7 separate regions of the Mus musculus genome follow, and regions 1, 2, 3, 4, 5 and 7 are each linked to region 6. Evidence: chromatin contacts called from public HiChIP or PLAC-seq and promoter capture Hi-C data. All regions are on one chromosome and are shown on one strand. The core of a region is the stretch at or near the end of the contact, and the rest is flanking DNA. Distances in the headings are between cores, read along the strand shown. Region 1 has its middle 5.4 kb from the start of Gm33484. Region 2 holds the start of Lamb1 (laminin B1). Region 3 has its middle 23 kb from the start of Gm40361. Region 4 has its middle 33 kb from the start of Gdap10. Region 5 holds the start of Fam110c (family with sequence similarity 110, member C). Region 6 holds the start of Hbp1 (high mobility group box transcription factor 1). Region 7 overlaps Gm40376 (predicted gene, 40376).

What was found. Promoter capture Hi-C pulls out the DNA fragments that hold promoters and counts their contacts. HiChIP or PLAC-seq counts read pairs in DNA pulled down with a chosen protein or histone mark.
Region 1: a promoter capture Hi-C map of hippocampal neurons shows a contact between it and region 6, with 4 times the contacts expected there. The contact joins the enhancer-like site here to the promoter of Hbp1 in region 6. A contact is called at or near these places in 5 of 39 promoter capture datasets (the C10 cell line, hippocampal neurons, liver and 1 more), 2 of 115 datasets of contacts at active chromatin or transcription factors (astrocytes and fibro-adipogenic progenitors) and 2 of 9 other capture datasets (adipose tissue and embryonic stem cells).
Region 2: a contact with region 6 is called in an H3K27ac HiChIP or PLAC-seq map of trophoblast stem cells, with 2.1 times the contacts expected there. The contact joins the promoter of Lamb1 here to the promoter of Hbp1 in region 6. A contact is called at or near these places in 11 of 39 promoter capture datasets (the 3T3-L1 cell line, 3T3-L1-derived adipocytes, the C10 cell line and 7 more) and 4 of 115 datasets of contacts at active chromatin or transcription factors (embryonic forebrain, epiblast stem cells, extraembryonic endoderm stem cells and 1 more).
Region 3: a promoter capture Hi-C map of the C10 cell line shows a contact between it and region 6, with 4 times the contacts expected there. The contact joins the enhancer-like site here to the promoter of Hbp1 in region 6. A contact is called at or near these places in 6 of 39 promoter capture datasets (the 3T3-L1 cell line, the C10 cell line, cranial neural crest and 3 more) and 1 of 9 other capture datasets (embryonic stem cells).
Region 4: a promoter capture Hi-C map of the 3T3-L1 cell line shows a contact between it and region 6, with 4 times the contacts expected there. The contact joins the enhancer-like site here to the promoter of Hbp1 in region 6. A contact is called at or near these places in 8 of 39 promoter capture datasets (the 3T3-L1 cell line, 3T3-L1-derived adipocytes, the C10 cell line and 4 more), 1 of 484 Hi-C or Micro-C datasets (cortical neurons) and 2 of 115 datasets of contacts at active chromatin or transcription factors (astrocytes and extraembryonic endoderm stem cells).
Region 5: a contact with region 6 is called in an H3K27ac HiChIP or PLAC-seq map of extraembryonic endoderm stem cells, with 5 times the contacts expected there. The contact joins the promoter of Fam110c here to the promoter of Hbp1 in region 6. A contact is called at or near these places in 1 of 39 promoter capture datasets (the C10 cell line) and 3 of 115 datasets of contacts at active chromatin or transcription factors (epiblast stem cells, extraembryonic endoderm stem cells and pancreatic cancer cells).
Region 7: a contact with region 6 is called in a promoter capture Hi-C map of liver, with 2.9 times the contacts expected there. The contact joins the enhancer-like site here to the promoter of Hbp1 in region 6. A contact is called at or near these places in 4 of 39 promoter capture datasets (3T3-L1-derived adipocytes, hippocampal neurons and liver) and 2 of 115 datasets of contacts at active chromatin or transcription factors (bone marrow-derived dendritic cells and pancreatic cancer cells).

Annotation. Positions count from the first base shown.
Region 1 is chr12:32,913,108-32,915,987 of GRCm38.p6, reverse strand. No RefSeq gene overlaps it. Among named protein-coding and RNA genes, the nearest start is that of Gm33484, 5.4 kb to the right of the region's middle. Within about 2 kb of position 1,342, at least 4 of the 459 cell types and tissues checked have an H3K27ac peak or open chromatin away from gene starts, as enhancers often do. A contact at or near this core is called in hippocampal neurons, where this site is marked.
Region 2 is chr12:31,263,945-31,266,891 of GRCm38.p6, reverse strand. Lamb1 (laminin B1) reads right to left here and starts at 1,599. Exons shown (of 33, transcript NM_008482.3): 1 at 1,291-1,599; 2 at 26-201. The coding sequence starts at 1,327. Gm32899 (a long non-coding RNA gene) reads left to right here and starts at 1,800. Exons shown (of 2, transcript XR_381427.4): 1 at 1,800-1,882.
Region 3 is chr12:31,143,871-31,146,745 of GRCm38.p6, reverse strand. No RefSeq gene overlaps it. Among named protein-coding and RNA genes, the nearest start is that of Gm40361, 23 kb to the right of the region's middle. Within about 2 kb of position 1,290, at least 34 of the 459 cell types and tissues checked have an H3K27ac peak or open chromatin away from gene starts, as enhancers often do.
Region 4 is chr12:32,855,656-32,858,671 of GRCm38.p6, reverse strand. No RefSeq gene overlaps it. Among named protein-coding and RNA genes, the nearest start is that of Gdap10, 33 kb to the right of the region's middle. Within about 2 kb of position 1,636, at least 50 of the 459 cell types and tissues checked have an H3K27ac peak or open chromatin away from gene starts, as enhancers often do. A contact at or near this core is called in 3T3-L1-derived adipocytes and liver, where this site is marked.
Region 5 is chr12:31,072,516-31,075,261 of GRCm38.p6, reverse strand. Fam110c (family with sequence similarity 110, member C) reads right to left here and starts at 1,294. Exons shown (of 2, transcript NM_027828.2): 1 at 1-1,294. The coding sequence starts at 1,221.
Region 6 is chr12:31,948,971-31,951,781 of GRCm38.p6, reverse strand. It overlaps Hbp1 (high mobility group box transcription factor 1), which reads left to right and starts at 1,537. Exons shown (of 11, transcript NM_153198.3): 1 at 1,537-1,586. The coding sequence starts at 1,572.
Region 7 is chr12:32,767,166-32,769,903 of GRCm38.p6, reverse strand. All of the region lies in intron 1 of Gm40376 (predicted gene, 40376), which reads right to left. Among named protein-coding and RNA genes, the nearest start is that of Gm40376, 44 kb to the right of the region's middle. Within about 2 kb of position 1,308, at least 74 of the 459 cell types and tissues checked have an H3K27ac peak or open chromatin away from gene starts, as enhancers often do. A contact at or near this core is called in 3T3-L1-derived adipocytes, bone marrow-derived dendritic cells and liver, where this site is marked.

The DNA of each region.
Region 1 (2,880 bases), core at 93-2,592, 960 kb before region 6:
TGTAATAGCCATAAAATCTAGGTAGGCATAGTAGCTGCCTGTAATCCCATCTTTGGGGAGCCAGAGACATGGTATCCCTGGGGGCAAGCTATCTAGATAGACTGGTAGATTAGTAAGCTCTAGGTTCACCTGAGAGATCCTGCTTCAATAAATGAAGTCAGTAGAGAGTGATCAAGGAAGATACCCAATGTCAACTTTGGGCTCCCATGTGGGAAAGAGGAAGAGAGAAAGGGAAAGGGGGAGGGGAAGGGGGAGGGAGGGGGAAGGGGGCGAGGGAATATAAATGTGAACACTGCAGAAGTAGAAATAAACATACATACTATGACCTTGCTTCAGCAGAAAGGTGGTGTTAACTTTCTACCTTTAAAACAATGTAAAAATATATCTAGTAGAAGAACCTTAGTCACAGAACTGTAGCTGCAAAGGAGTCTGGCAGATGAGGCTTTCAACATTCCAGACTCCGAAATACTTTCTTAGCATACAGAGAGATTTGGAATGGACAATGAATGCTAACTTACCAAATCCACCAAAACTTCTGAACCAAAGTAAAAAAAAAAAAAAATCATGATATTAAACTTAAAATGGTTTAAAATTGATTGGTAAATCTCTATATTTCAAAACCTGTGAGGTGCAGCTAAGAGAGTACTCGGGAACTAATGAGGTCATTGTTACATCAGAAAATATCTGGGAACTAAAGATTCAGACCTCAAAACTTTAGAAGTAAATCCACCATACCACATACAAAGAACGCAACCTAGAAATAATAAAAGCAAACAATCAACACAGGAAGTAACAATAGCAAGGAAATAACAGAAACTTGGTGCACAGAGAGGAACAATAAGATAGGTTTCCAGCAACATTACCCACATAAAGGAGAAAGGTAAATGACTATGACATTAATGAAAAGAACCATAGACTCTGAAAACATCACAACAATAAAAAGGAATTATGAGTGACTTTAGCCAATAAAATTGAAGGCTTGCATTACTGCCTCCTTAGAGAATTAATGTTCTAAAGTTGACAGAAGAGTAAGAAAAATGGGGTCTTGTGACCTTACATAAAAGGCCAGCTATCAGTCCCACCCTTTGAGAAGACACCAAGTGCAGATTTTACATGTGACATCCAACAAACTTTCACTGAATACTGAATTCTGAGCAAAGAGAGCCCTTCCAGTGTCAAAGAACAGTTGGAGTTTTAATAGAGCACTCTCTATTTTTAAATGCTGGCAGCTTTTAAAGCATTTTTTTTTTTTGTCAGTGCAGGCAAAATATAATATGTCTGCAGGCTGGTTCCAGCCCACAGTCTGCTGGTTTGCAACCCCTGTTCTCAGCCTCACCAAGGAACACCCTTGTGAGTCGGCTGACTTAGGTCTGACAGTAACAAAACTTGCTGATAGAGTGGTGAGACGCTGACATGCATATTCAGAGGTGGTTGTGGAAATGGTCTGAACACTACAGCTAAGTGCAGTGCTCCTAAGTCAGGCTGATGTGCGGTACTGTTGGGAGGCAGAGGACGGGCCACATCCTTTGTGAGCTTTTTCAGTCTGGTCATCTCCCATACCTTGTGGCTTGTCTTCTCTGCTTTTCTTTCTCATCTTTCCTTTCATCTTTCTCCCTTTTCATTGTCTGTGTCTCTGCGAATCCAGTGAACTCGAAGGCCTCATGCATGCTAAGCAAGGGCTCCGCCACTAAGCTGCATCCTCTAGCTCTTTTGGGGGGCTGGAGAGATGGCTCAGTGGTTAAGAGCACTGTCTTTTCTTCCAGAGGTCCTGAGTTCAGTTCTCAGTCACAACCGTCTATAATGGGATTTGGTGCCCTATTCTGGTATGTGGGCATACATGCAGATAGAGTACTCATGTGCATAAAATAAATCTTTGAAGAAGTATATTTTATTCTGAGGCAGAGTTTCACTGTGCTCACCAGGCAAAGTTGTACTTATGATCCTCCTGCCTCAGTCTCTTGAATAGTGAGGATTATAGGTTGTGCCACTAGGCCTGACTTAGTCTTTCTCATGAATAGCGTCTTTAAAAAAATATTTTCCAGCTCTAGTGAAGAACAACTGACCAAAAATTGTACATATTTAATATATACAACAACATACTGATTTGATACATGTAAGCCTTACAAAATAATTGCCACAATCAAGTTAACTAACACATTGAAAACTTTAGTTACCCTTTAAATACAATATATAATATTATATATTATGTATAATGTAATATTATATATAACACATAATATATAATATATACATATAATAATATTTTATATATTATATAATGTGTAAATTAGGGTCAACATACTTATATCCTCCCTCGATTATTATTTACTTATGCTAAAACATTGCAAATTCTACTAACTTTAAAAACATATGTGACATGTGGTCTTCACCTGTCATCAATCCTCCTTAGCAACAGCGCAGAAGGACTTATCTCTCCCTCTGTACTGTGACTCAGTCCCACCGATAGACACCTCATCACCATCTCTGTCCCCATCTGTCCCTTCTCCTGCTCTTACAGCCTCTGGGGTGCACCATGCTGCTCTCGGCTTCCTTGAGTCTACGCTGTGGACTACACAGTACTGTGAGCTCATTTCATGGTGTCTGGCTTATTTGACTAAATGCAATGACCTCCAGGTAGGTACACCTTATCATAAATGATGGGGTTTCATTTGTTTTGTGAGGTCAAATAGCATTTCATTATGCCTATGGACCATATTTTCTTCATCCACTTATCAGATGATAGGCATTTAGGTTGCTTCCATTTCTTGGGTCCTGTGATTCTACAATAAACATGGACATGCAGATTCCTCTTTCATATCCTGATTTAATGTCCTCAGTAAGTGTGAGATTGCTGGATCGTCTAATTTTTATTTTTTTATT
Region 2 (2,947 bases), core at 350-2,849, 680 kb after region 6:
TGCATTCTCTAGACTCGTGTCTTACCTGCAGGTGGCTAACAATACAGTAGGGCTCTGGTTTGTGCAGTCCACATGTCGAAGTCACGGAGAGCTTTTGCGCTCGGCCGATGAGAAGGTCGCCAGTGGCAGGGTAGCAGCTGCCTTCTGCGCAGCCATAGCTGAACTCCGGTTCCTGAGCGCACACTCGGGTGCCCCATAGGGCTACAGAAAAGAAAAGCAACAAGGTTAGGAAGAAAGAAAAAAAAAAAAAGCAACCGACAAGCCAGGGCAAAAGAAAACAGCAGGAGGGGCAGACAGAGAGGATTAAAAAGAAAGGAGACTACATAGAAAAAACACGGTGGAGAGATAGGCGCAGAAAAGGCCTGGAAAGCTGGGACAAGGAAAAGACAGAAGGATGAAAGAAAAAAAAAAGACTCAGAATCGTCATTAGGTTTGACTAGCAGTCAGCTGAGCGCAGCACCCAGAAAATACAACTGACTTTTTTGTCTACTCTGATCTACCCCTCTATGAAAGGTGGACAGAGTGATCCGGTCACTTCGAAGTGCCTGGACCAGGGCGCAGTGAGGTTGACCCTGCCAAGCGCTGCACACCCGCTAATGAAAACCCGCGTGCACATGGCAGTGCGCGCATCCTCGGTGTGAGTGTGGTTAGTCTGGGGGCGGGGGGGGGGCACAAAAATATGTCCGCGTGCACGCGCCAGGGTCACCGGCGATTGCGCCGGGTGAGGCACCGCGTTTGCCACAGAAGCCCTGAGCTAGAGACGACTGGTGTGTCTCTGTAGTGGCTTCAACGCTTCGCCATTCCAGCAAAGCACCCGGCCCAACTGTTCATGGTGCCACCCCGAGACAAACAAGGATGGTTAATTAAAGCCACATGGCTCCAATCTGTTCCCAAGTCGAAGCCTGCTCTGGGCCCCGACACTTTTGTGCGTAATTGGTTTTTCCAGGACCCTCCGCAGTCTGCCCAGCCACAGCAGGGAGCCTGCCTTCCGCAGTGGGGAAACAGCGTTTAACTGGTAAAAGGTGCAAAGCCCTGGAGCGATCACCTCGGAAACCTGCAGGAGCGCGAGCTCTGTGCGCAGAACCCAGTGGATGCGGGTCCGCGGAGCTCCGCGTGCGCGGTCCCTGGCCACCACCGAAGCGAGAGCGGTGGCGATCTCACGGCGTCATTTCCAACCACTCTCTCTCCCCCGATCCCCCAAAACTGCCTTCAAAGCGGGGGCAAACCGGTTTGGGGGTTTTCTTCCCTAATGCCGGAGCACACCCCTCCCCCCAACCCTTACTGAGTTACCTAGGACACCAAAGGCGAACACCTGGAGCAGCCCCATGTCCAGTCCTCGCAGACGAGGGGACGCGGCACGGGAAGGAGGACGCAGCAGGCAAGCTGCCTGTCTTTTCTTCGGGTCTTCCTTTCTGGAGAGGTAGCGGGGAGAAAAGGCAAATGTTGGGAGAGAGGAGAGGGGCCCTTCCATTTCCTGCCGCTCCCACGGAAGCGGGGGCTGGGCCCAGGAAGGGGGTCAAGTCGCTTAACTACTTTGTTCTCCTCACCCGGCTGGGCGAGCGCTCAACCCGCTCCTGGCAGCCCACCGGCCCAAAGAAGGGAATTAGAAAGTTTCGCCTAGGGAGGAACCGAGGGAGGCGTCTCTGCTCATGCGCACATGGAGAGCGGGGGCGGAGGGGGCGGAGGACAGCAAGTTGGCTAGGGGTGGGGGTTGAGGTCCAGGTCCCACCTCCCCAGGCGCCTCTTTTGTTTTAAGGCAGCGTCTGCTGAAGCTGTAGGGCATTGGTACTTGAGTTCCCAGCGTGGGCTGGCGGGTCCGTTTCTGGGCGCGCTTCCCAAGTGGAGCAAGCTGGGGAGGGATGCGTCGGGGCTGGTCCCGGAGGTAGGTGTGTAGATCGGCCGGCAAAGGGGGCCGGTAGGACCTACCGCGGACTTATACATTTACGTTTATAAGAAGTGAGTCACGAAATGTGCCCAAGGCTAGGAACTCTGGCAACTAGCGCTAGAGGGAGGTGAGCTAGGTTAAGCCCTTAGAAAAAGGGTCAACCTGTCTGGCTCTTAGGAACTTGAGCTCCTATAAGCATCCTTACACCACGACTCAGGATCAAAGAGCTAGAGCTTTGCGTGGGTGGGTGCTACATGTGTGGTGTCTTCCTATTTCATAGGAAGGACACCAGTGGCTGCACATTCTTTGCGCACGAATTTATTCGGGACGTACCTATAATCTCTGGTACCCAGGGGGTTATAGCTCTGAATTCTCTTCTGTTAAAATATACACAAAATAACCTGTGTTACCTGATCCCGGGTAATTTCTTGAATTCCTTTTCCCACTTCACGGTGGAAGGGTTGACACAGCCAGGAAGTTGGAGATTTTTGATGAGACACCCTTCTCCACACTACAAACAGAATCCTGCAACCACCTTAAGCACGCAGGGAGGGGAAATGGGGGGGTGCTCTAAGGAAGCCTCTCATAGCGCTTCAAGGTTAAGTGGGGGTAAACAGAAGGTCTCTGTCACTGGGGAAACCTTAGAAAGGAAAAAGAGCTTGGGGACCACAGACCCCAAACCTTTGTAAGAGCCCAACTTGTCTGCCTTAAGTGTTCCTTAGTCTGACCCTGGAATGAGGGAGCTTAAGTCAGCTGTTAGACTAGTCAGGTGTGATTGCTTTCCAGCCATCACAAGGAGAAGGGATTAAGCGGCTGATTGGTCAGTTTTTAACTCAGCTGAAACGAAATTGGGCCTAGGGAAGTTTATAATCATTAGACCATAGAGTTCGCTGTTCTTGGAGTTTAGAAACCTGTGTTAATTATTCTCCAAATCAGCCCTTGCCCCGATGCAGTTTCTCCAGTATTTGGCCCCGCAGATGCTTGGGATTCCCAACGGCTGGCTGCACAGCCTGCAGGGATTGAGAGTACCCTACAGTCGAAAGGGTTTCATTCTGCAATGGG
Region 3 (2,875 bases), core at 41-2,540, 800 kb after region 6:
TCTTGGGTGGATTAGCTTCTTACAGTGACATCACTGAAGCCACACAAGGAGAAAGGAATCTTATTAAAACATGAAGAAAAGAAGAGTCAGAAAGGAACACTGTTTTCAGCTGTCACCAATTCCTTTCTCTTCCTGGTCTGAAACTTGTAATTATGTTCTCAGTGGTGTGGTTGTCGGGTGGGGCTTGGGAGCCGCCAACAAAGCATTTCTGTTTTTCCTGGAAAACATCATTAAAATTAAAAATAAAGAATCAGAGCTGATTTGAATTGAAAACAAGCCGTCCCTACTATATTTACTCTTTCAATCTGGCTAAAAATAAAAGAGCAGAGGAAATAACAGAATATCATTGTTTCCATTGATAGGTTTTAAAAATATAATAGAAAAGTAAAATGTGAGTTAGAAATCTCATAAATGTATACATCTGAAAAAAAAATCCTTGAATTCACGTTGAACTAACTTAAGAGGAAAATTCATCTTATTTAAGAGGAAAATGCTTTGGAGTGTTCTTTTTGGGTTTGAATCATTTCCCCCCACACAATGAAAGGGATGCCTGGCAGGAAATCAAGGAACTCCTTGGGTCCTGGCTTCTCTGCCTCTCTCCTTCTTTTCCTCTCAGATGTTATAGTTTTATTTGGTCGGAAGGATTCCCTGACAAACATCTTCATACCACTCCTGTAAACTTAGGAGAAGTCCATCTACTCATCTCTCAGCAGCGCAGCTCAGTCTCCGGCCCTGCAGACTAGAGAGGTCTCATTTGTCAGTTGGAAGGAACCTTGATTGCTTAGCCTGGGGATTCGAAGGTGCCAAAAGCCAAGCCTGCCCTTTAGGCTTGCTTAACGAATGTGTACAGTTGAGGCTCTTCTTAAATACCCAAAGAGCTCCTTACGACTTTCAAAGCACTGCTGATGGGCTGCTCAGTAGCTCTTGACTCTCTGGAAAGACTCAGATTTTCGTAGGCCTCCAGGAAGTGGCTGTTTGTTGTAGTCCTCTGTACCAGAAAACATGAACAATAGCACTGGTCTTGGGCAGACACTCAGCAAACTTTGTTTAATTGTATTTCCTTACTCTGGTTTCCAGGCCCAGTCCTGGTCAGACCTGGTGTGTGACACGAATGCTTAGGTGTCAGGAAAGGAGGTTAGAAGGTCGAGAGACTTCAAGGAGACTATTTGCATTCCTGATAAAGGCTGCTGATAGATAGGCAACTACTGGCCAGCATCCAGACATATGCCAGTTCATTTGGGCTGCACAGGGCCAGTGACACACAGGCCACAGTGACCCACAGTGGCAGGTCTACAAGCCTACAGACAAACACACATAGGCAGGCTGGCAAAGGCTCTGGCCTCTGATAGTAAGACTGTATTCATGTAGAATCACAGAAAAGTCACACTCTACCAAAAATAGTTCTATAACAGACTATGTAATTGTTTATTTTGGGGTTCTCCAAATATCAGGTATCAGACATTTTGTGCTGACTCATAGATTTCCCCCTCCCATCACACCCTGCCCATGCCCTTGTCAGACATGTTTTTGCTGACTCATAGCAGATATTCATACCTTGTTCAAGTGTAGACAGGCCCTAGGGTTTTCTGTTTCTCACACAGGACCACTTTGTCTTTATTCTTTATCCTGTGTCACTTGCTACATTTCATTCCTGTTCTTCTTCCAGTACACAAAGTCTTTCTGCCATAGAGTCTTGGTACAAGCTGATCTCGAACCTCAATCTTTCTCTTTTCTCTCACTTATCCTCACATTTCCATTTAAACAGCAAAACCTCAAAGAGACTGTCTAGAGATTTATTATTATACATAAGTACACTGTAGCTGTTTTCAGACGCACCAGAAGAAGGTGTCAGATCTCATTACGAGTGGTTGTGAGCCACCATGTGGTTGCTGGGATTTGAACTCAGGACCTCCGGAAGAACAGTCAATGCTCTTCCCTGATGAACCATCTCACCAGCCCAAAGAGACTGTCTAAAATGCTAACATTGTCTTACTCCATGGCCTTCTGCCATACTCCATATGTCACCTTATTATATCCATTCTCTAAATGCTGTGTGTGTGTGTGTGTGTGTGTGTGTGTGTGTGTGTGTGTGTTGCACAGAGACTAAAACCCAGAGTCATTCTTGTCCATGCTAGGCCAGCACCTTAGTTGTCATCCTCAGCTCTGTTTCCCAAATCTTTATCAGTTCTTCAAGACCACGTTATACGACCATCTCCAAAGTTAGAATTTAAGCTTAACGAGGACTTTACTTAGTGGCTACGTCTCTATTACTTCATTTTGACTTTACTATTGTGTTTGCTCAATAAAATCTGCCGATTAAAATTAGTGATGGTTTTAATGACGATTTCAGAGTCTTCCAAAGCAAACTAATCTTTTAAGAGGTCCATATCATAAGCTTATTTGCTTCAGTGTCGTAGTATTGAAGAAATAAAAAAAATCTTTTTGGTACTACAGCCCAGTGGATGTTAAATCAATTCCACATGTAAATAAACTTGCCCCAGCTCTGCCTAAGAAGAGCAGCAGAAGCCTCTGACCCAAACAAAAGACAGCTTTAAAGAAGCATAGTCTCTTGTCATGGCCAATGGCTCCCACAGTGGGGTCTCATCATGGGCGATGCACAGGTCTATCTTGATGTGTAGCTTCTGGAGAACATGCTCAGCTTAGCATCTCTTTCTTGGACAATTGGTAGGATGCTACTGTGTAAGTCACACAAGTGGTCATTTAGACTATTTGTAGCTGTAGTTCAGTAGATCACATGTGCCAGTCTGAAATATATTGAGGGTTTTTTTTTTTTTTTTGCTCTCACCTCTAAATGTTCTAAAATTTCTGAAAATTTCCAGTCAAAGTTTCCTAACCTTGAGTATTTCATTATTGC
Region 4 (3,016 bases), core at 387-2,886, 910 kb before region 6:
AAACTCATACAAATGGAACTGAAGGCAGCTTTTTTTCTGAGGACCTTAGCAGTGTATACATCTCTCTTATGTGGAAATTCTCAAGTGTAACCTCTCCAGTTCTCTCCAGATATATTTCTGTAGGGGCCTAGGTAAAATGTTAAGGCCTAGGTAACAGTTAGCTGGTTAGCCTGAGATTATAAGGAAACTTTCTCATATGTTTCTGCTGTCACTAGGAAACTTTCTAATGCCGATATTGATGACATATTCTGTTATAGTCTGTGCCCTTGGGAACCCAATCACGATAGAGGTCAGTAGAACTGCTTTGTATAGTTACTCACCATAAGCTTGGACCTGAACCAACGACCCAACAGCACTTCCTGCATCTATGTATAAGCTTTTATGGTATTTAACTTTATAAACTACCCCTGGGATGGGCTCCAACACAAGAAAGACACCTGCACCAATATAAGAAACTATTTGGAATAAGACTTCCATTTTGAACAGTGGTCAAGTAAAGTTTAGGTTCCCAAGACCTCCCTAGAAACTGACATCCGACTTGGCAGAAAGAGACATGTATGTGGGAAACTGACATCCTAGTTGGAAAGTTAAAACACGAATTTTAGACAAGTCCCATCCTGATAGACAAGTTAAGGTGTGACTATTAGACAAGGCAAGTCTCCTGTCACAGTTGAATACCCCAACCAATGGGGGCAGGAGGGAGAAAGTATACAACAGAGACAAGTTCCCAAGGGAATCCCCCATCCCTACATCCTGATTGGTGAAATAACTTGACACAGATACTTGTGGATTTTGGGCTTAAAAACACTGGGTCTTAACTCAGGGTCATGGTTCAGTTCCCAGATCTGGACTATGGCCCTGGTCGACCAGTCTTGTGGTGTGTGCTCGATAAACTATCCCTATCTGACTGAGATCGGAGTTCTTGTGGCTTGTGAGGCAATTCTTGGACCCCAACAGTTCTGTCTGTCTATCTATTCTACAATCTTTAAAACAATCCTTTAAGTAAAGCTGGACCAGATGTTATGCTGACTGGGTAGCCCAGCAATAGTCACGTGACTTCATGTATTCCACTTCTGGGGGCACAGTCCAATGGAGGGACTTCGCTTGGTGAGGCTGTCAGCATCACTAGGGAGTGAGTATGGCAGCTCCCCCAAGTTCAGGGCCGGAATGAGTCCTCTCAGCTTCCTGCAGTTCCCAGGCACCAGAACATCCCTGAGGGAGAGAAGCTTGGGAGGAAGTCACTGGACAGTTCGTCTTATGCAGATGGCTTTGCTCCAGAGTCTAGGCAGGCAGGCAAGATGCCCTTTCCTCCCTTGGTAGGTCCACTGCTGCCCCGTTTGCACACGTTCAGACGGATCAGGGCAGTCTGATCCATCTTGTCCTCTTTGCCCATTTGGCAAGTTCATCCAACCTATGGATGCATTTTCTGCCCTTGCTCAATGCTGTGGCCATCAACTGCCTGAGCTGTGGTTTGAGACAGACCAATCAAACCATCATATTGCCTCCTTCCAAACCGTCCAAGTCAGCAGCCAAAGAAACTAAAAATAACTGGAAATGCTTTGGCTAGTCTGTCTCAAGGGAGAGGGTCAGCTGAGGCTCCAGAAAAAGGGAACATAGAGCCGGACAATCAAGAAATACAGTTGCCTGTTCCCTAAAAGCTGTGTGTGACCTTGGCAGAAGAGCAGCAGACACATACCCACTTATACACTTAGGATGGTGTGGCAAGATGCAGACACGGCGCACAGTGGCCAGGATTCTCATCATACGGCAGAACCAAAGTGACGTCTGTCTGTAGGTTCACAGACATGTTTCCTGGAAGGGACCTTCTAGAGAAAGTGACAAGGAAACCATATCTGGAGTGAGACGCTATACGTGGGCAGACAGTGAGGAGGAACGGTCTGTTTTGATCTGGTTGATGAATACAGTCAGGAGCACAAGAGGCAGGCTAGGAGTCAAATGGCCCTTCCTGGTCCTGACAGACCCTTTTCTAGGACAATAGGAGGAAATGTCAGCCTGGAATTTCCCACAATTGCAGATAAATGGCTGACCAGTTGCTAGTTGTTGTTGTTATTATTATTTTATTGTCTTAAAAAGCACCAGTTTTTGGTTTGATGAAATGAGGACTTGGGGTGTACTGAGCAGATGTACAATAGAGACTGAATCATGGCTTGACAGTAGTGCTAGGTGGGGCAGGGCAGAGTGAGACAGAGTTCTGACTAATGAGCCTCCTCTCCCAATATGTGACAGCTGAGTGCGTTCTGTATGTCAAGCCCTAGTGTAGACCCTAGGGCACACACTCTAACTTAGTGGGCAGAACTAGGCAAGGGCTTGCCAAAGAAATAATTCCAGCCCATGAGTTAAAAGTCTCACTTATCAAGGTAGTGTCTCTTGGCTTCATGGCTTCGAAATAATCAACTATTCACAATGTCTGGTATATGTATGTATGTATATGTATGTATACATATATATATATTCCAACTTAAAAAATAATTTTATCTGTCCTTTGTTTCAAAACCACCTGAGAGGAATGAGGTATCTACCCTTCCCCTGTCCCCTCTCTTGCAGTCTCATATACACAAAATAGGAGATTCAGTTGTTGTTTAGTTTGTTGCCTTGTCCCCACCCACTCCCAAGGTGGGCAAGTAGCCCCAGACAATAGAAAGCTCTGCTCGCTCATCCACCACCAGGTAATCAGAGACACACATTCCCTGAGAAGCCCTGGGCATGCCACCGTCTGGCTCAGCACCTGCAATATTGTAATACTGCTTTCTTTGCTTGATACTAAAAGCAGTACTTTTTTAGATATTATAGAGAATAAAAGTCAGTCAGAAAAGTCTAGAACTTTTTTAATGCATGTAAATTTTATGATACAACTGCCTTAGAGTTACTGTGTGCACAAGGCAGGAAAGGATGTGTTCGGACTGGTCAGTAGATTTGCAGTCTGAAAATCATTCGAGCTGCCTTTCTCAGTTAAGTTACCCTCCTCTTTGCTTCCTGTAGGAAGAACACAGTGGCC
Region 5 (2,746 bases), core at 45-2,544, 880 kb after region 6:
CTTGCAGGTAAACAGCCACTTTATGATACGGGCGTTCCTTTCTACTACCGAGGTGGTGCTAGGCACCTGCTCCAGGAGTTCCTCTTCTTGCAACCCGTCCTCGCTGTGCCTGGAAAAGCTACTATCAGAAGCAGCCATGCTCACGCTACGCACTTTGAGTGTAACACAGTCGGATCCAGCAGAAAAGTTCTCCCTCCCGAGAGCCTCCACTACGTCAGGGTCCAGGCCACAATACTTGAAGAAGGTGTCGGACTCAGCCTTGGCTATCGAGTAGCGGGAGCTGAGATCTGACTGAGAGCGCTGCAATCCTTTGCTACGCGACACCCGCAGCTGCACACCGGAGCATCCGACAGGAACCCTGGGAGCCACTTCAAAAGGCAAGGCTGGGGACTTCACAGCTACTACAGGGGTTGGAGGTGGTAACATAGAGGCTGGTCTGGTGGCTGCTGCCTGGCTCGACTTAGTCCAAGTGGCCTCTGTTTCCTTCGTCGTCTTATCTTCATTCGCCACCCTGGTCTTCTCAGCTGGGGACTTCACGGCTACAACAGGGGTTGGAGGTGGTAACATAGAGGCTGGTCTGGCGGCTGCTGCCTGGCTCGACTTAGTCCAAGTGGCCTCTGTTTCCTTCGTCGTCTTATCTTCATTCGCCACCCTGGTCTTCTCAGCTGGGGACTTCACGGCTACAACAGGGGTTGGAGGTGGTAACATAGAGGCTGGTCTGGCGGCTGCTGCCTGGCTCGACTTAGTCCAAGTGGCCTCTGTTTCCTTCGTCGTCTTATCCTCATCCGCCACCCTGGTCGTCTCAGGGGCCACTGCCATTTTGTCCTTGCCAGACCCCTGGAAAAACTTCTTCATCAGTCCCACTCTGGAACAGTCTGCATCTGACCCTCGTACGAATTCACATTTCTGCCGATAGATGACCAACGAATCAGGTCTCAGAGGCTTTCGAGCGATAGCCCTGCGTGCTACAGGAGCTGGGGCAAGAGCCGAAGGGATCGGGTTGCGGTGCTGCACCCCTGGGGCCTCAGGGACCCTGTGTTCAGATACAGGACCCCGGCTAGATCCCAGCGTGCTGCGAACATACTTGGCGCGGTCCGCTGCCAGTCTCTCCACAGCGCTCTTGTTCGCTGGCCGCGGGGTGAGAGTGTCCTCCGCTGCCCTGGGGTCCCCGAGAGGTGGCCGCATTCTAGCAAGCGAGTCCAGGGTCGGCAGGGCGCGCATTCTTGCAGGACTCGAACCCACCAGGCTGGTGTCCAGTAGAGACTACTTAAGTTCCGGCGCCACCCTGCCCGAGTCCGTTCCGAAGTCCGCAAGGGGTGGGGAAACACGCCCTACGGCCCCTCCGCCCAGATCCGGAGTTGGGGCGAGCCAGAGTGGCTGGGAAAGGTGAATCATTCCGGCGCCAGCTGGCTCCTCCCACCCAGGACTTGAACCTCCTACACCTGCTGTCCCCGCCCCTTACCTTTTGGTTTCCCGGGCACGAACCCACAACCCCACCCCCAGCCTCCTGTCAGGTGCCCTATCTCTTGTTTCCTACTTACTACATCCAAACATCCCTTGTCTCCAGCCAATACTCGCAAATCTTCTCCTCTGTCTTACCGTCCCCCGACCCCACACTCCCTCTTCTGGAAGGTGGGGAAGTTTCACAAGGTGAGGCTGCGAGGGACCAAGCCTGCTTGCTCAGCGCCAGGCATCTCAGGCTTCCTTCTAGCTTTCAGAGTCTTTGAGGTCTTTCTTTACTGGGGGCTCAAGAGTCCAGAGATAAGGGTCAGAAAGAAGCGCTCCGCCCAGCCCCCCCGCATCCACCTTTACACATACACACAAACAATATGTCCTTTTAATTCTTAAAGTGACCTCATTACATTTGGAAATTTTCCGTTTTATTTCTGTAGTTTTTTTTGTACGATTTGGAGGAAATAGGGTACGAAAGAAAACATTTACCATGTCAAGATTAGTGTGGGCTGACAGAACCCAAGAACCACCTGAGACCCGACTTAAATCCACAAGTCATTGGCTGGTGCCACAAGTCTCATTACCATATTGTTGTTGTTATTATTATTAAGAAAAACCCTAACACCTGTAAGAATCAACCCTGGTGATTAGAAAACCTAGGGCTTGCCAACAAGGGAAATCAGCCCAAGATTGTAGAAAGCTTAAGAAGATATTTCCAAAATTCCATCGATCATAGAGTTGGACAGAAGACTGAAAGTATCTGCCAGACAAGTGAAATGCTCACGTTATCTCCTTTGTGGGGGCGGTCTTGGGTCTTGGGTCGTGCTGACCAGTCCAAGCTGCAGTTAAATGCTCTGGACATACAGTTGCAGGGTTTAGTCCAATTCTTTCTGGAAAAGAGCTTTGAGTGCCATTGTACCACAGGAGGGGTAGAGAAGCCTTCCTAAAAAGAGAGGCGCATAGCAAGTGTGTTTAGTGAGCCACGGGAGAACCACGTGGGGACCCAAGTCAGCCGAAAGTCAGAAAGTCAGACTGTCCACATAGTCTGGTTGGAAATGAGGAAATGAGATACCTTTTTTTTTTCCTTGTTGGAAATTGGGTCGGTACTCAATAACTTATGAGGGTCAGAGAGAAATAAAGAGAATATAAGACAGAAGACCCAGAGAATGAGTACCTAGAATGGGTTACTTTCTCCCATGGAGTCAAGAAGGCCTACACACCACGTCTGGCATCTATGTCAGAGGAAGCAGCCCTCCCACTTGAGGGAATCCTTGTTGTGACTCCTGGCAAAGGC
Region 6 (2,811 bases), core at 288-2,787:
GGAATTTGAAACCTTGTTTCAACCATGTACCAGTAAATCTTTTGTTTACTGGTTTTGTTCTGTAGCTTTCAGGTCTAGAAATGCGGGCAGTTTTGAAAGATGACCTCGAGCTCTTCCCTAAATTGACTTGAGCAGAATTCGTACTCCTTTCTTTCTCAATTTCAGCACATTTCTAGTAATAGGAAGAAATAAAACCTAATCCATACCCTACATGATTAAACACTTCATGTTCAAAGAAAAAAAGCTCAATAATGCCTATAGTAATGCTTATAATGTGAATAGTAAAAATGCCAATTACAGACTGACTGCACCCAGATGCTATGAGCAACCTCCTTTAAAAGGAAGCAACTAACACAGAAAAGCCATTCCCCACTTTTGGTAACTCCCTTAGAAAAATCAGGAGGAACTTCTAGTAGAAACAGAGTGGAAAGGCAGTTTTCTGTCTGAACGCTTAGGGAGGGAGAGACAGTTAAAAATATTCACCAAAGACACAAGTAACCTAGCAACTAACTTCGGACAAATACAGTCTATCTACACTCCTCTGTATTAATTTAAAAGAAAATGTAGGCCAATAAGGAAACATCGCTTCGAATGCCTCAAATTCAAAGCAATAGTCCAGTACTCTAAACAGCTGTATAAATTCTTGAGTCCGATACTGTCTCATTCTTAAACCCTACAGTACATGGCACTTGGCTGTGTCTCAACTAATTCTGGTCAAACTGGACACTGGTAAATCTTCCCCAGTTGTTGTTGGCGGCGTATTGAGTCAAGGGCTGGTTAAGTTTAAAAAAAAAAAAAAAAAAAAATCTGTCTAGCTCATCTGCTAAGGGAGGGCAGTACTGAATCAACTTTTGTAATCCCCAACGTGCTTGGGCCGTGATTTGTAAGTGATCAAGTCCCTGGCTAGCCTGCACTGCTTCCGCTTGTGCAGTCATCTTCTTCCCCTCGCACTAAAACAATACCTTGGCCACCAGCCAAACTTTGAGCAGCAAGCGACTCTGCTGTTTATGGCCTGGAATGGGTGCTGAAATACCCAACCAAGGACGCTCTAGGCCCTCTGGGAGGCCTAAAGGAAGAGAGGTGGCCCTGGCTTTAAAACACTCCTATCCTCCGCCCCCTCCCTTTTGTCTCAGACACCAAAACAAACGAGCTGATACACGTGTCCCTATGACTCTTGTTTACTATCAAGACTGCGTTGTGCGCGTACCTCTGGGATATGTAGTTCAGTCAGCTCCTCCCCCCCGGTAATTTCCTCAGCTAAGGAGCAAGGCTGAGACTACTAACCCACAATCCACTTCGATAGCAAAGTTTGGCTCCCGTCCCCCGTGTCTCGGCAGCAATCCAATCCAAAGCGCTTTCTGTAGTGATTGACAAGCCACCTTCTCCAGTAAACACAAGAGAAAAGTCAATACATGCCCGCCCACCGAGACGGACTACGGCACTTTCCAATGGAAAGGCGGAACCTTAGAGTGGCAGTTCTTCAGACCAATTAAAGACGAGAAAGGTGGACGAAGGCTCAGCCCCCCGGGGGCTTCAGGGGAGGGGGAAGACGAAGCTTGAAAGACTTGGTAATGGCGACGGGTTTGGTAAGTAGGAAAGTTTCGGCTGAGGAGTAAACGCGGCGGTGGGAGTCGCGGCGCGCCACAGAGAGGTGGGCAGCCGTCGGGAAACGCGCAGGCAAGCAGCTGGCGACGCTGTCGCGACAGACGGCCTGCGTCCTGACTCTGTGTGGTCGCGGGGTTTCTGAGGGGTGGGGGGTGGGCAAGGGAGGGGCTGGAGCTTCGGGGCCGGGCAGCGGCCGCGAGAGCGGAGACCCTTGGGACTCTGGGCACTGGATCCCCTGCGCGGAACCCGCCGTCCGGGCCTCCCGGGAGCTCTCCGAGCCTGGACGGCCGCGGCTCCCAGGACTCGGGGTGGTGGGGGTGGCGGAGCTCGGGGCTCGGTGGCGCTCGCGGTGGGGGCCGGCGGGGAAGGGGCCGGGGCAGGGGAGGGGCCTGGCGCTCCGGAGGGCTCCGGAAAGTTTGCCTCGCCACTCCCCGCTGCGGGGGCCGAGGGCGGACGCCGGCCGCGAGCTCCAGCGGGCCGGGGGCTCCGGGGAGGCGAAGCTGCCTCCGGGGCCCGGGCCGGGCGGGGGAGCTCGCGGAGCCGTCGGGCCCGGGGCTCATTGTTACGCAGTTCGAATGAATGGGCTCCGAGGCGCCTGCGCGGTGCGCGGTGGGGCTGCGCTAAGGGGGAAAAACAAGCCTGGCGTCCAGGCTGCGGTCACATGATGGGGGGGAGGGGAGGAAGCGATGAATGGCGAAAGAGGTGGGGGTGGACTTGGCCGGCTCCGGGAGGCGCTGCTCGGCCTGACCCGGCGACTAGGCCCGCGGGCGAGGCCCGGCTCCTCCCTCTGCAGGCCGATTTAAACAAAACAAAAAGGAGTTGGGGCGCAGCCGGCTTCCCGAGCCTCGCTTTCGCGTGCTCCCGGCGCTGAGCGCTCCGGAGTTCACTCCCTGGGACTTCTCAGCCGGCGAAGGCACTGACAGCTGGGCGGGACACGGTTCCTGGCACTTTGTACCTGCTGGGGGGGACTCAGTTGGGCTTAAGGGAGCTTTATTCTCTAGGGAGAGGGGCGGGGGTTTAGGATGGGTTACAGTCGAAGAATGATTTTAGCAATTATAAATACTTAAGTAGTTACAGCGGTGATTTGGAGCCGTAATTTTGTGTTTTGGTTCCGGTGTTTCACCTCTCCCTTTAACCCCAGCTTTGTCGAACCAAGAGTATTGGGGGAAGTGGAGTTACATTGAAAAAAGAAAACTTAAGACAAGT
Region 7 (2,738 bases), core at 59-2,558, 820 kb before region 6:
TAGGGTGGCAGGATAGTTTCCAAAAATACGTGCGTTCAATGGACACATTACACCTCATGTGCACTGGAAATACTTGAGTCTGGGCTTCCTTTATCTACCAGCTTCTGTTTGATTGCCAAATACCCACCTCTCATTAATGATGGAATTTGTGGTTTTCTTCAATAATTAAGAGAGATACTCAATCTCAAATGTCTAATTGGCCCTAGATCTCAGGAGACAAGTGAGAACAATGGGCAGGCATGGAAGCTGTGGACCTTACACAACTGGATTCTGTTTCTAATATTACCACAAGTAGAAATAACTCCTTATAGATCCCGGCTACTAGCCACGATAGCTAATATCCCAACTCTCTTGTCTTCTTCACAGATACAGACTTGGCATCTCAGGGCTGGAACAACTGGGCTGCTAAATCCAGGTCTGGTAGTCAAGTTGTACATTACACAGAGAGAAGGAAACATGTGAGCAACTCTCATCAGGACACACAGAGAAGTTTCTTCAACACAGTCAAGGGTTTGGGTATAGTGCCCAAATGACTAATGTCCTTTATAAAATAGGAATTAACATTGTTGATGTGCATCTCAGAAAAAGAGTTTCTATGACACGTTCTACAGATGTAAAGGGTGGTGACTGATTAAAATATCCATCAGCTTTAGCAAGATAGAGTTTAATGATTTACTGGATGTGAGAAGAGGCAGAGAAGGGGGAAGGAGGAAAGGGAGGGAGAGGGACTGGAATTGAGAGTAAGGAAGGAGAAAGGGAGATGAGAACTGGATCCCACGTCTCTGAGCTCCAGGATGGGCAGCTTGAAGAAGAGGGGAGATTCTTTTGACTCAGGATTAGGGGGACCTACCCAATTTGTGTTCAAGTTTCCCTTTTTGTAGAATGGAGGAGTAATAGTATTTGTTTCAAAAAGTCAGGTGGAGGGAATGAGAAGCCTGAAATGCTGGCATGATGCCAAGAATTGCAATGGACGTCATAGATACTGTTGTTAGTTGCTTGAGGTGCTCCCTACAAATCTCTTCCAGTTTATTAGTCAAGGCTCCCTAATTTCAAAATATAAACCAGCTTGAATAAGTTATAGACAGTCTTAACAGGTTGGACATTGAGACTCTTAGTTGAAAATAATGTTCTGGGCACATTGGTTAGAAATCAAGGAAATGGATTTTTGTTTTTGCAGATCTGACTGAGACCCTGTCTTCATGATATTCTGGTTTTGCTTTTAGAAACTGCCAAATCACACATCACTTCTACCAGGGGAATGACACAGCATTATGAAACTCCCACACTCTCATGAGGGTGGCAACCAGGTTTCTTACATAACAAGGACTTTGGCACCTCACCCAGGGCTTGGTGGCTTGCCAGTCTTCCACTCCCCAGAAAAAGGCGTCAAGATTATTTGGATAGTTGGGTATGATCCAAGCTTAGGGCATGGGACAATGTACAGGGCAACACAGTGGAGGGGGCAGCTCCTAAGCATTCTGAGTAAACAAGCAAATGCTTCAAGGTCACTGGCACTTCCAATTCCATCAGAACATGCTTTGGGGGTGTGTGTGCCTGGGTCCAGACCTGTCTTGGACTCTGTGTAACTTCTAGAGTCACCTGAAGGGTCTTCAGTTCTCCACTAGGTCATGTGGAATAGAACTGCCCCCAAGAGTCTTTCCTGACACCTCAAACTGAGGGAAGTAGCACGGAGCACTTTCACCTGTGAGCAACAGTTTGCATAAGAGAGTCTAACTTTCCTAAAGGGAGGATGGACCCAGAGCCAAAAAAGATCAAGATCAACTTTCCATCTGGGAGGCAATAGCCTTCAGTGCCGGTAGTGTAGAAACTAGCTAAATTCTTATTAAAGTTCCAGCACAAACATTCCATTCATTTTTTATTCTGCTCTGTTAACACTGCTCGCCAGAGTCCGGATGGTTCTGTAGTGTGGGGTTGCTTTACCCTTCTAAGTCATCTTGCTCCAGTGAAACTAAACCCTGAGAAGGAATGATCCTGACTGCTTGTGTGTAACCTAACATTGCGTTGCTTGTACGTTAGTGAAATTAATGCCCTTTCCAGGATAAAAGGGTGACTGAATTAATGTCACATTATTGAAACCAGGCCTATTTTATAAGCCTTTGCTCTCATAGATCCCCTGGCAGAGTCTTGTTGAGTAGATTTAGTCTGGAAGATGGTTCTTATTCATGTCAGGTATTGTCCTTGGCATTTTCAACATATTGTCAGAATTTCAACAGCAGTACTTCTAAGTGCATGCTATTGCCCCATGACAGATGAGGGAACTTGCATCAGAGGAGTGGCTTTGGCTAGGAAAGGAGGTACAGGGGCCTGATAGAGCAGGTTTGCTGCATCAAAGCACCAACTTTTTACCTCTTGTTGGTACTACACAAAGGAGATGGCCATATACTGGGGGATTCTTCTGGTTTAGTCATTCACATTTGACTTGAACCTTCATTAGAAATTTCACTCAACCTTTTGCCAGATGGCAAGTGATTCTGAAGTGAAATTAGACTTTTGCGTAAGGATCAAAGTCTCATGGTTTGGGCCTGGCGAGACTGTTCAGTGGCTAAACGTACTTGTTGCACAAGCCTGATAAACTGAGTTTAATCCTAGAAACTCATGGAAGGAGAGATGTTGCCCACCTCCATACACACCAATATTAAAGAATAAAAACCCCTCTGTTTTAAAATCCCCCCCCCATCTTGCTTTGGTATAGCCAACAAGAATGTGTGTGGACTCCT